Regions from separate parts of the Mus musculus genome. Here region 1 is linked to region 2. Evidence: chromatin contacts called from public HiChIP or PLAC-seq data. All regions are on one chromosome and are shown on one strand. The core of a region is the stretch at or near the end of the contact, and the rest is flanking DNA. Distances in the headings are between cores, read along the strand shown. Region 1 has its middle 25 kb from the start of Gm39895. Region 2 has its middle 8.5 kb from the start of Cat.

What was found. HiChIP or PLAC-seq counts read pairs in DNA pulled down with a chosen protein or histone mark.
Region 1: a contact with region 2 is called in an H3K27ac HiChIP or PLAC-seq map of hepatocytes, with 3 times the contacts expected there. The contact joins two enhancer-like sites. A contact is called at or near these places in 1 of 39 promoter capture datasets (pre-B cells), 11 of 115 datasets of contacts at active chromatin or transcription factors (acute myeloid leukemia, astrocytes, embryonic basal ganglia and 6 more) and 2 of 9 other capture datasets (embryonic stem cells and liver).

What each region holds. Positions count from the first base shown.
Region 1 is chr2:103,865,997-103,871,439 of GRCm38.p6, reverse strand. No RefSeq gene overlaps it. Among named protein-coding and RNA genes, the nearest start is that of Gm39895, 25 kb to the left of the region's middle. Within about 2 kb of position 1,304, at least 12 of the 459 cell types and tissues checked have an H3K27ac peak or open chromatin away from gene starts, as enhancers often do. A contact at or near this core is called in hepatocytes and liver, where this site is marked.
Region 2 is chr2:103,490,947-103,496,455 of GRCm38.p6, reverse strand. No RefSeq gene overlaps it. Among named protein-coding and RNA genes, the nearest start is that of Cat, 8.5 kb to the right of the region's middle. Within about 2 kb of position 3,730, at least 9 of the 459 cell types and tissues checked have an H3K27ac peak or open chromatin away from gene starts, as enhancers often do. A contact at or near this core is called in hepatocytes and liver, where this site is marked.

The DNA of each region.
Region 1 (5,443 bases), core at 55-2,554, 380 kb before region 2:
GGATCACAGTTTAATGCCAAGATTACTTTTTAAAAATAGATTGTAACATGATGTCCTATTAAAAAGATAGAACACTTGAGAAGGAAGAAAAAAAACACTCAAAAAGGCACCAAAATATTAGTAGTATTGACCTGTTGGAGTGGCTGTTATATCTCTATGTGTTCTTCAGGGTTTCCTCAGTGAGCATTTATACAAAGTTTAAAGCAATGGGGCTGGAAAGATGACTCTATAGATAAGAGCACTTGCTGCTCCTGCCGAGGTCCCAGGTGCAATGCCCAGCACCCATGTGACAGCTCAAGTGTCTGTGACTCCAGTTCAAGGGGATTCGTCTCCCTCTTCTGGCTCCCGAGAGCACCAGGAGTGCATGTGGTACATAGACATACAAGCAGGCAAAACACCCATCCGCAGAACATAAAGATACGTCATGAGGCTCGGTGCACACACTGTTAATCTCAGAACTCGGAGGGCAGAGGCAGGTTGATGTTTGAGGCCAGCCTGGTCTGTATACCAAGTCCCAAGACATCCAGGACTACAGAGTCAGACCCCATCTCAAAAACAAAGTAGTAATAATAACAATAATAATAATAACAACAACAATAATAATAACCACAGGGGTTGGAGAGATAGATGGCTCTTAGGTACAAGCACTTGTTGCCTCCTCAGAGTTACTGGGTTCAGTTCTCAGCACCCTTGAGGTGTCTCACAACCATTCCTAAATCCAGTTCCAGAAGATCTGATGTCCTCTTCTGACCTCTCTTGGCACCAAACATGCATACAGTGTACATACAAACATACGTGCAGGCAAAATAATCAAACACATAAAATAAAAGAAATAACTATTTGTCAGCCTGGTCTTCAGAGCGAGTTCCAGAACAGCCAGGGCTACACAGAGAGACCCTGTCTTGAAAAATAATAAATAAATAGATAAATAATATTTTAAATAAAGCCATAGAGCACATATTGTAGGGGAGTGTACTGTATTCATAAGGTTATTATAAATGTGTAACCCATGTTAACACTTAGGGAGGGTAACTAAGTGTCTAGACAATGAATCACAGAAACTGTCTCATTTAAATGACACATAAATCAGATGAGGTAAGGCGGTGTCTTTTGTCCCCATTTAAACTCGGATAAAGGGGAATAAACAAAAAAATAAGCTGTCTAGAATCAGAATCTGGACCATAACCTCCCTTTTGCCATCTACCCCACTGCCAACAGACACATGCTGGCACCACCACCACCACCACCATCACCACCACCACGAGGGATGAGATTACTTCACCAGGGACAGAGAAGTAAACAATGAAAACGATGACCTCATTGTAGGCCATTCAGTGTCATGTATTAAATACTCACTTAACTTGTTTTGACCCTGTGTCAAAATGCCTGACCAAAGACACTTTAAAGGAGGAAGGGTCACAGTTGAGGGTACAGTTTATAACATCAAGACACTCATGACTGGAAGAACCAGAGGAAACTGGCTATGCTGTGCCTGCAATCAAGAAGCAGAGAGAGATGAATGCCGTTCTCAGCTTACTGTGTGTGTCCTTTCTACTCATTGGGGACCGCAGCTCATGGGGTAGTACCACCTACATTTAAGATGGGACATCACCCATCAGTTACCCAAGTGTAGCTAATCTCTCATAGACACACCCAGGGGCTGCTTTAATCTCCAGAGTCCCTCACAATCAAGACCAGACGTTTATCTTCCTAGTGTTTCGAGATTCCATCACATTGATCATCCATGATAACTATCATATGTGCCAAGAATTATTCTGCATGTTGACATACATAATAAATACAAACTGATAACAGCTGGCCCTCCTGGTGCTTTAAGGCCTGACCTCTGTGATGAGAGAGAGAGAGAGCACTTGGACCACCTCTCTCTTACTCTCCCTCACTGACCACTAGAAATCCCTCAAGTTATTTTTCTCTTCTACTTGGTTGGGCAGATAATTCTACACTTTCCCACCTCTTCACGTATCTCTCAAAGCCATTCCCTACCTGCTGTAGCCAAACAACGTAAATGTGCTCTGTTAATCATAAATGTGCTCTGTTCATGTGCCCTTGACCCCAAGCACAGAGGAGGAGGAAAAGTCTTGGCGGATAGCAAGCGTGCCTCCCTCCCTAAAAGGCTGGGGTGGCTGTTGTCGCTTTGGTTTGGAGTACAACTTTATTTTTCATTTCACACTCTTTATAGCCATTGGTCCCTCCACTAAATTTATTGGACAGAAGAGGAGACTGTTGTCACCGGGTATAGTGGCTCCCACCTTTCAGTAAGGACGCAGAGGCAGATGGATCTCTGTGAGAGATAAGCCAGCCTGATCTACATAGTGAGTTTCAAGCCAGCTAGGGTTATATAATGAGATCCTGACTAAAAATAATAACAACAAAGAAGGAAAGGAAAAAGAAGAAAATTGTAAAAGGACAGAGACAGAGGGAAGGAAAGAAAGAGGGAGAGAGAGAAATGACTGCCTTATCTATTTACCTCTCTGACAGCAGTGGTCACCTAGTAGAAAATTCCTCCTGCTTCTCTGCCCTCTCACCCCCGTTTCTGGTTCCTCTTTAGAGGATGAGCAATTCTCCAAATTGGAAAATGACGTCATTATGCTTAATTCTTTAATTACGGGAGATCTTTTTCTCTGGCCTCCTGGTCTGAGGAGGAGTGACTCTTCCACCTTTCCCCCACTACGCCAGCCGGTCCCCTAATCCACGCTCCACACAGTTGAGCACCTTCTCTGTTCTTTTGCTGCCTCCTAGGTGAGCTTGCAGTCGGTCTTTCCTACCAGCCGGGTCTTAAAGAGTGAGCTAGGCTCGGGGCAGAAGGCATCACAAAGCAATCTTAGACAATGTGTTCTTCATTACATCCACAAAATGCCACCAGCACCTTTGACCAAACGTTAATACTGCGTGACTTTGACATCTGGAGATGGAGCTAGAGTTTGAGAAATGGTCTGAGGGTTGATTAGGGTCCAAAAATAAATCTTTTCTACTGCCACGAAGCAGTTACAGTTGCTCAACTGAAATACCAGCCCTTTGGAAAAGCTATCAAATCCACTCATGCAGTTGGGTAATAGCATCATCCCAAGCATTTCGGATGCCTAGTTGGAAGCACAGTGCGGTGTGAGTTAAGCGGACACAATCCATTATGTGAGACATTTCCAAGACAGGATATATGTTTCTAGTGCTAGCACTGACTGGCTCAGACAAATGCCCAAGTGCCCCTTTCAGAGGCTAGACTGGCACATTGTCATAACAAAGACTGATCTTCCATTTGCTTCGGCCGCGTCGCTCGGATATGATGTCACGTGACCCTCAGAGCACGCCTTGATTAAGCGTCTATTATTATGCCTGATTTTCATGTGGAGAAGCAGACTTCTAGACATTAAATACACAGCCCTAGACAATATAACTAATAAACGGAGTGCTTCAAATCCAAGTTCCTCTGCCACGGCAGTCCACATCCTTAATCCGAGAGCTGAGTCCGCGTGATTTGTACAGAATGGCTTCCACGAGACTTTTGGAGTTGGAGGGGCCTGCATTCAAATTCTGATTCCATGAGTCAGTCAGCACCTGAGACAAATGTATTTAACAAGAGAAAAAGGTATGCATACTTTGGATTCTAATTTTGGACGCTTCGGCCGGTGTTTTGTGAGTCTTGCTTTGAGGTCTAGTGAGGAACAAAGCAGTCACCCCATGGCTGGAACACAGCCGAGAAAGCAGAGAAGGGCAGGATCCCTCAGCCCTTCAAAGGCTCCCTCCCCGCAGCTCCCCCCACCCCACCCCAGCTCTCCCCCACGCCCCAGCGATGAGAAAGCCTCCCACTTAGATTCTCCTTTCAAAGTCTCCACCCCTTCCCAATTGCATGAAGGCCAGGAGAGAGCCTTTAACTTGTGGGCCTCTAGGGGAACATTCTAGATCCAAACTTTAACCCCACCTAAATAGATACAGCACCTGACACTCAGTGATACCACTGTCCAGCTTACAGGAAAACAAGCGCATATTGCACAACCCTATTACATCCAAAGATCCGCGGGACTCAGATCCAGATCCAAAACCCTTTTCATTGCATGGCAGGGAGAAAACAATTTCTACGTCAACACTCTTATTTACAGATTTAGAAAACCTCCTATCCAGGGCAGGCACTTAATTAGTTATAGCTATTCTGAGTCTTTACTTTTGTTACATTTTAAAATAGCCAGCCCTGTCACAAAATGTATCTCAATTTATTCTTCTTCTCTACTCTTTCATATAAAAAAAAAAGACAAACAAACAAAAACCCTCTAAGCTGTTTCTATTTTTTTTTCTTTTGACTTGGGTGGGGGGTGGAGTTGTGTGGGCATGAGTATGGAGGTCAGAAGACAATTTACCTGAGTTGGTTCTTTCCTTCCACTTCTGGGTCCCAGAAATTGAACTCGGGTTATCAAGGTAGTTCACCCGGCCCTGTTTCTCTCTAGTTGTACTCAAACAAAATGAGATGGTAGCAAAAATCTCACCTTAGCAGCCCCAAGTCAATCCCTTCAAGATTTAGTTTAAACGGCACTTCTCTGGAAATCTGAAAAACACACACATATCCACGAATGCCACCACCACCACCACCACCACCGCTCTCCTGGCAGAGAAGGCAGAAGCCCACTCACAAGCCTGGCTTACCCATATGTTTACAGTTGGAGAGGGAAGACTGGAATTCAACTTATAGATCTCCCTCTGGTTCACCTCATGCCAATCTGCATCTGACTTGACCCTGAGGTCCCTCCTTAATCCAAGACTTGTCCTCAAGGGTGAATATCACCAAATTTCACTGTCCCAAGGACTTGGGGACTCTCATAACTGACACAAAATGCCAAGCCTGCACATACCTGCCTTCCTGATGAAATGGAAGGTGGGTTCTGGGTTCCAGGCCCTCATTTCTCCACGGATCCATTTCTGTGTACTATTTCTTTTCTCTCCTTGCCCTCCTCTGTGTTCTTTCTTCCTTTACATAAACACTTCTTTAAAATGCTCAGGAGGCCAGCAAGAACGGGAAAGAGCACTTTCACCTAGCTAGATGACCCGAATTCAATACAGAATTGAATATACATGGTATCTTCTGACCTCTACACATGCATCGTGGTACACATGTCCATGTGTGTATAATAGCAAATAAATGAATAAATAAATAAATGTAATTTTAAGGTGAAAATGGTATAAGTGGGCTGGTGAGATGGCTCAGTGGGTAAGAGCACCCGACTGCTCTTCTGAAGGTCCGGAGTTCAAATCCCAGCAACCACATGGTGGCTCACAACCATCTGTAACAAGATCTCACTCCCTCTTCTGGAGTGTCTGAAGACAGCTACAGTGTACTTACATATAATAAATAAATAAATCTTTAAAAAAAATGGTAGAAGTGTGTGCTGTACACCAAGTGCATCTTGGTGTGCAGTACCTGAGGAGGCCAGAAGAG
Region 2 (5,509 bases), core at 2,481-4,980:
CCCCTGGGCTCTGCTCTGATATATGGTGGTCCTCCTAATACCAGACTCCTAGTGCTTGCCTCAGACTAGGGCTGAGATCTAGTCTCTATCAACATTTCAGTTTTCTCTAAACTTAGCATGTAAGTTATGGCTCAGGCTGCCTCACGCTGTGCTCACAAACTTCTAGTGCTCTGGAGGAAAGGCGGGTGTGCACAAAGTTTAGCTGTACCGACGCTGTTGCTGTCTGTCATTTCCTATGTATATGTTCACAGGTGCAAAGGGGGGCTAAAATGGTTGGGAGTAGATGGTTTGGGCCATCTGGCACAGGTTAAAGAGGGCTCTTCAACATGTTTGTACTCTTAATGTTCCTTCCTCTTCTTCTTCCTCTTTTTTTTCCTGTTTCTATATTTTAAAATATGCATCTTGAAAGAGAAGCAAAGAATAACTTGGCTTTGGTCCTACAATTTATGGGCTGACAGACTATCATTTTTTATGATATATATCATTTTTAAATGGTTACATATAATATAATATATTTTTTAATATTTAGGTCATGGGAAGGTCTTGCTGGTATGTTGGAGAGGCAGCAAAGAACAGAATAGAAGGAGAACATGTGCTTTTGCTGGTAACCAAGCACACACTTCCCCTTTGCTTGTCTGTCCAATGAAAGGCTTTTTACCGTGTGACTTGCTGAATTCTCAGATACTGTACCTGAGACCCGCACTGCTGAGTCATGCTTCCAACCTGATGCTCTCTAGGGGATTCAGTGTATTTTGGGCACTGTCTTAGTTAGGGTTTTTATTACTCTGATGAAACACCATGACCAAAAAGCAAGTTAGGAAGGAAAGATTTTATTTTATTTTTTATTTTTATTTATTTATTTTTTAATTTTTAATTTTTTTTTCAAGATAGGGCTTCTCTGTGTAGCCCTGGCTGTCCTGGAACTCACTTTGTAGACTAGACTGGCCTTGAACACAGAGATCTCTGCCTGCCTCTGCCTCCTAAGCGCTGGGATTAAAGGCGTACGGCATCACTGTCTAGTGGGAAGGGTTTATTTAGCTTACACTTTCATATTGCTGTTCATCACCAAATGAAGTCAGGACAAGCACTCAAACAAGGGAGATACCTGGTGGCCGGAGCTGGTGCAGAGGCCATGGAAGGGTACCGTTTACTGGCTTGCTCCTCATGGTTTGCTTAGCCTGCTTTCTTATAGAACCCAAGACAACCAGTCCAGGGATGGTACCACTCACAATGGGCTGGGTCCTGACCCACTGATCACTAATTGAGAAAATGACTTACAGCTGGATCTCACAGAGGCATGTTCTTAACTTTGGCTCCTTTTTTCCTCTGATGACTCTAGTTTGTGTTAAGTTACACAAAACCAGCCAGTATAAGCACCTTCTGTTTGTTGTGGGGAGCAGTGGCCTTAGTCTTTTTTGGACATCATGATACTTTATCCATGACTATCCATGATACTATACTTCATGACTGACTATTACTACAGACACTCAGATAACAGGAGCACACGTTTGAGTAGTTTGTGTTGGTACAAGGCAGAGTACTTTTCCAGTACATAATCAACTCCATGAGTCAAGACGTGGGTTCTCAGGGTTTCTGTTCACAGACCAAGATACAGAGCAATCTGTAGACTTAACAGTGTGAGCCTGTAGTGAGGTAGGGGCATGTTCAAAACACCACCAAAGGTGGATAAACTCAGGCCCTGTAAGGATGACAGTAGCCGATGTTACCAAGCACGTGACTGATCATACAGTAATGAGAAAGCCAGAAGCATGGGTTCATGGCCAATGATTCCGTTCCTCGGGACAATGATATGGGACAAGCTTAGACTGCTCACTGTCAGGGAGCTTCGGGGTTTTCTAAGTACTGGCATATGAAATCTCATAATACATAGACAGTTTAAGGGACGCCTGCAGCCCTTTCTCAGTATCGCTCACCGACGACTTGTGTTTAGACCCTTCCTGCTTTTGAAAGTTCCCTCTTTATCTCTCAACTGGTTTCTGTGAAAACAGTTCAGGTGCAAGTTCAGACGTGATGTGAGTAAAGCTAGAGTTCAACTCACTTCACTCTCTCTCTTCATCTAGACACCCTGCCCTATATGTGGGATTCTTTGGATCCCATCCTGCCTCTCAGTCCATTGCCAAATACTTTATATTGTTAAGGTATTGTCTGAGAAAATGCTGGTGAATGAATGCCTCAAGGAATATATTTACATTTTAGGAGGTGCATTTTTACTTTGATGTAACACTAAAATTGCAAAAAGAGCAAACCAAAGCAGTACAAGCAAGTGAACAACTGTTCACCTTTGATCTAGATTTTTGCATGTTTGCTTGCTATCTTTGTATGTGCCCAGTCATACACATACACATTATCTCTGACCCACTTGAGTCTGTAGACATCTTTTTTTTTTTTAACCACCATAATTGACCTTTGTTTTCATGAGGCAACTGCTTTTGACATTTGGCACCATTAGGAGACGATTGCTTCATGTCACAAAGTCTCAGCATTGAATTTGTTTATGTCAGTCATTCTGGATCAGGAACGTCAGAGAAGTGGGTCAGCAGATCCTCTTACCTGCGAGAAATGGAGTCTTTTCATGAACATGTTTTCTCGGGGAAAAGTCATTCTGCCACCATAGAAGTCTAAGTCACCAGCTGCTCTTTGCTGTAGGGGAGGGAAGCTGGCTGGAGATCTTTTTCTTTCATCCCTGCTGCTCAGCAAGGGTCCAAATCTCCAACTGTCTTTTCTGGTTCCCCTTATGTCCCCCTCTCACATGTGGTGTGGGTTCAGTAACCTCACTGGCCCTCACGAATAAATCCACTGCTACCTATCATGCTTTCTTTCAATGCCATTATCCTGTGATCTTCCTTGACTGTGACTACAAAACATGGCTTCCTACAAAGCCAGGTTCTGGGTGGGCAGGAGGCGACCCAATGTGGGAAGAATACTCTAAGCGTACAGGAAGCTCACTTTAGCGCTGCCTGTCTACTTTGGTGCAAGCAGAGAGCAATGAAAGAGTTGTGATTTTATCTCCAGGGCCTTGTCTAAATTCTGACCTCATCACTAATTGTGTACGTGGCTTTGGGAGGTGAAGATCATTAGACTCATAATTAAATAGGTTAATACTGGAAAACCCCTGTAGCCTGGTCATAGTTGGAACAATATAAATTTTTGTTAAACTGCTCTGAAAGGAAAATGCATGGTGTGGGAAAGTTTGGGCTGGCACATAGACAGTTCATTACAATGTGACTTTGTAGCTGTGTATGCAGTGGCCAGAGGCAGTCTCTTAGCTAGAGTGTTCCCTACAGAGATACATACAAAGTAATAGCCTAACATAAAACTGGTTAGATTTTCTAAAGAGTAGAAATAGCCTATAAAAGACCCATATGGGAGAAAGAGCAATGACAATTCCTGTAACTGAGAATACTCACAACTGATTCTCTTAAGTATTTTCTCCATTAACACTCACAATAGTTCCAGTAGCTTAATGTGGCTGATGTTGCCCATATCCTGGCAACATCTGACTCCCCATATCCTTTTCCAGTAAAATGTTTCAGTTTTGCTAAACATGTGATGAGCTAGTGAGTACATGTCCCAGTTTCCTACATTCTGACCAGTGGGAAGGAGTGGAAGAAGAAATGAAGTGTGTGGTTTCCAGGCTGGTCTCTGCAAACGACTGTGCATGTGTGCCTTTGACCATGTTCCCAGTGGTTGGCATGCAATGAACATGCGATCTGAACCTTGGACTAAGAGATGGACCGCTTGAGTTAAGGACGGCAGGATTGCCTAATCACCCTGGAACCTTCTGGCTCTGAGACATTTTGTGTGAGGGAAATAAACACTGACAATGTGTTTAAGCAAGTTTATTTTGTTGTTCTTTTTGGTATAAGTTATAACTAATGTAGAAGGTGTTTTGAGCTCCACTTAAATGGAAGTTTAGACTAAGTAGCTTGGTTGAGGCTATAGCCCAGGAGGTAAAGTGCTTGCTTTGAAAGCATGCGGATCTGAGTTCAATACCCAGAACCATGCTTTTAATTAAATTAATTAGTTAATTAATTAATTTAATGTATGTGAGTTCATTGTCACTCTCTTCAGACACACCAGAAGAGAGCATCAGATCCTATTAGAGTTGGTTGTGAGCCATCATGTGGTTGTTGGGAATTGAGCTCAGGAACTCTGGAAGAGCAGTCAGTGTTCTTAACCACTGAGCCATCTCTCCAGCCGCCCAGAGCCATGTTTTATGAGGCCAAGTGTGGAGGCACATGCTTGCAATCCCAGTGCTAGGGAGGCAGAGACAGATAGATGCCTGGGCCTTATTCAAAGAGTTCCTTGCCAGTGAGAGATCTCATCTTGAAAAAGTGAGCTGGAGAATTGGCTTAGTACACAAGGACGCTTGCTCAAGCATAAGGACCTGAGTTCAAATCCCCAGCACCTATATACAATGTAGGGCATGGCTGCACTTCCTTATAATATCAGCCTTGGGAGGCAGAGCCAGGAGGATCCTGGGAGCTTGCTGGTCCACCTAAGGAAATGCTGAATTTTGGAGTCCATAAAAGACCATGTCTTAAATGAAATGAAGGGGAGAAAAGTAGATAGGGCAAAAATATCCTCCTCCAACCTCCACATGTGCAAGCATGAGTACATGCATCCACACCCCAATACACACACACACACACACACACACACACACACTCACACACACACACACGCTCACATGCATGTGCTCACACACATTATATACAAAACAGAACAAAAAAGTTGTTTCTTGTCTGCAGTGCACACCCACACACCTACACACCTAGGACTAAATAACTTGCCTGAGATCATGAATTTTGTAAATGGTTAGGTCCCACACCCAGTGCTCTGACACTAATGTGGGATTTACCAGGTTCCTTGCTACTTTGCTTCTCAAAGTCCTGTTGATCTGAGTTTATGGAAATAAAGGACAGAGACACCTGTTCTCCCACAGACTAGCTATGACCAGTGGCTTCACACAGGATCTTTGTTTTTATAACCAACTGTTTATGTTTTTATAGATACCTCCCTCATGTTGAATACTCCACCCAACACTGGGGTTTGAATCCAGCATATGTGCCTTGCATATACAAGCAAGTGCTCCTACTGAGTTATATCCTGTCCTCTCAGTCTGTACTCAATTTGTTGATTTGCCAGTGATGTTGATTTTCTGGTTTCTGCATCTAGGGTTCAGCCCAGGGCCATGCACAGGTACACCACTTTACAATCAAAATTACTCAGACACCGGAAAAACAAAACAAAACAAAACAAAACAAAAACACAATCAACCAAACAACTCTAAGCTAGGCACACCATCCCAGCCATTAAATGTGGCTGTCTCACATGGCAGTTCAGGATGGCAGCTGATAGGACGGTGACTAAGCAGAAGGAGCCAGAGCCAAAGTTAATTAAGCACAGAGGTCCTGGCAAATCCAACAAGGATGCACCTCGGTTATAGATAGATGTCTGCTTGCTCTCCCAGTCCGTGAGGCACCAC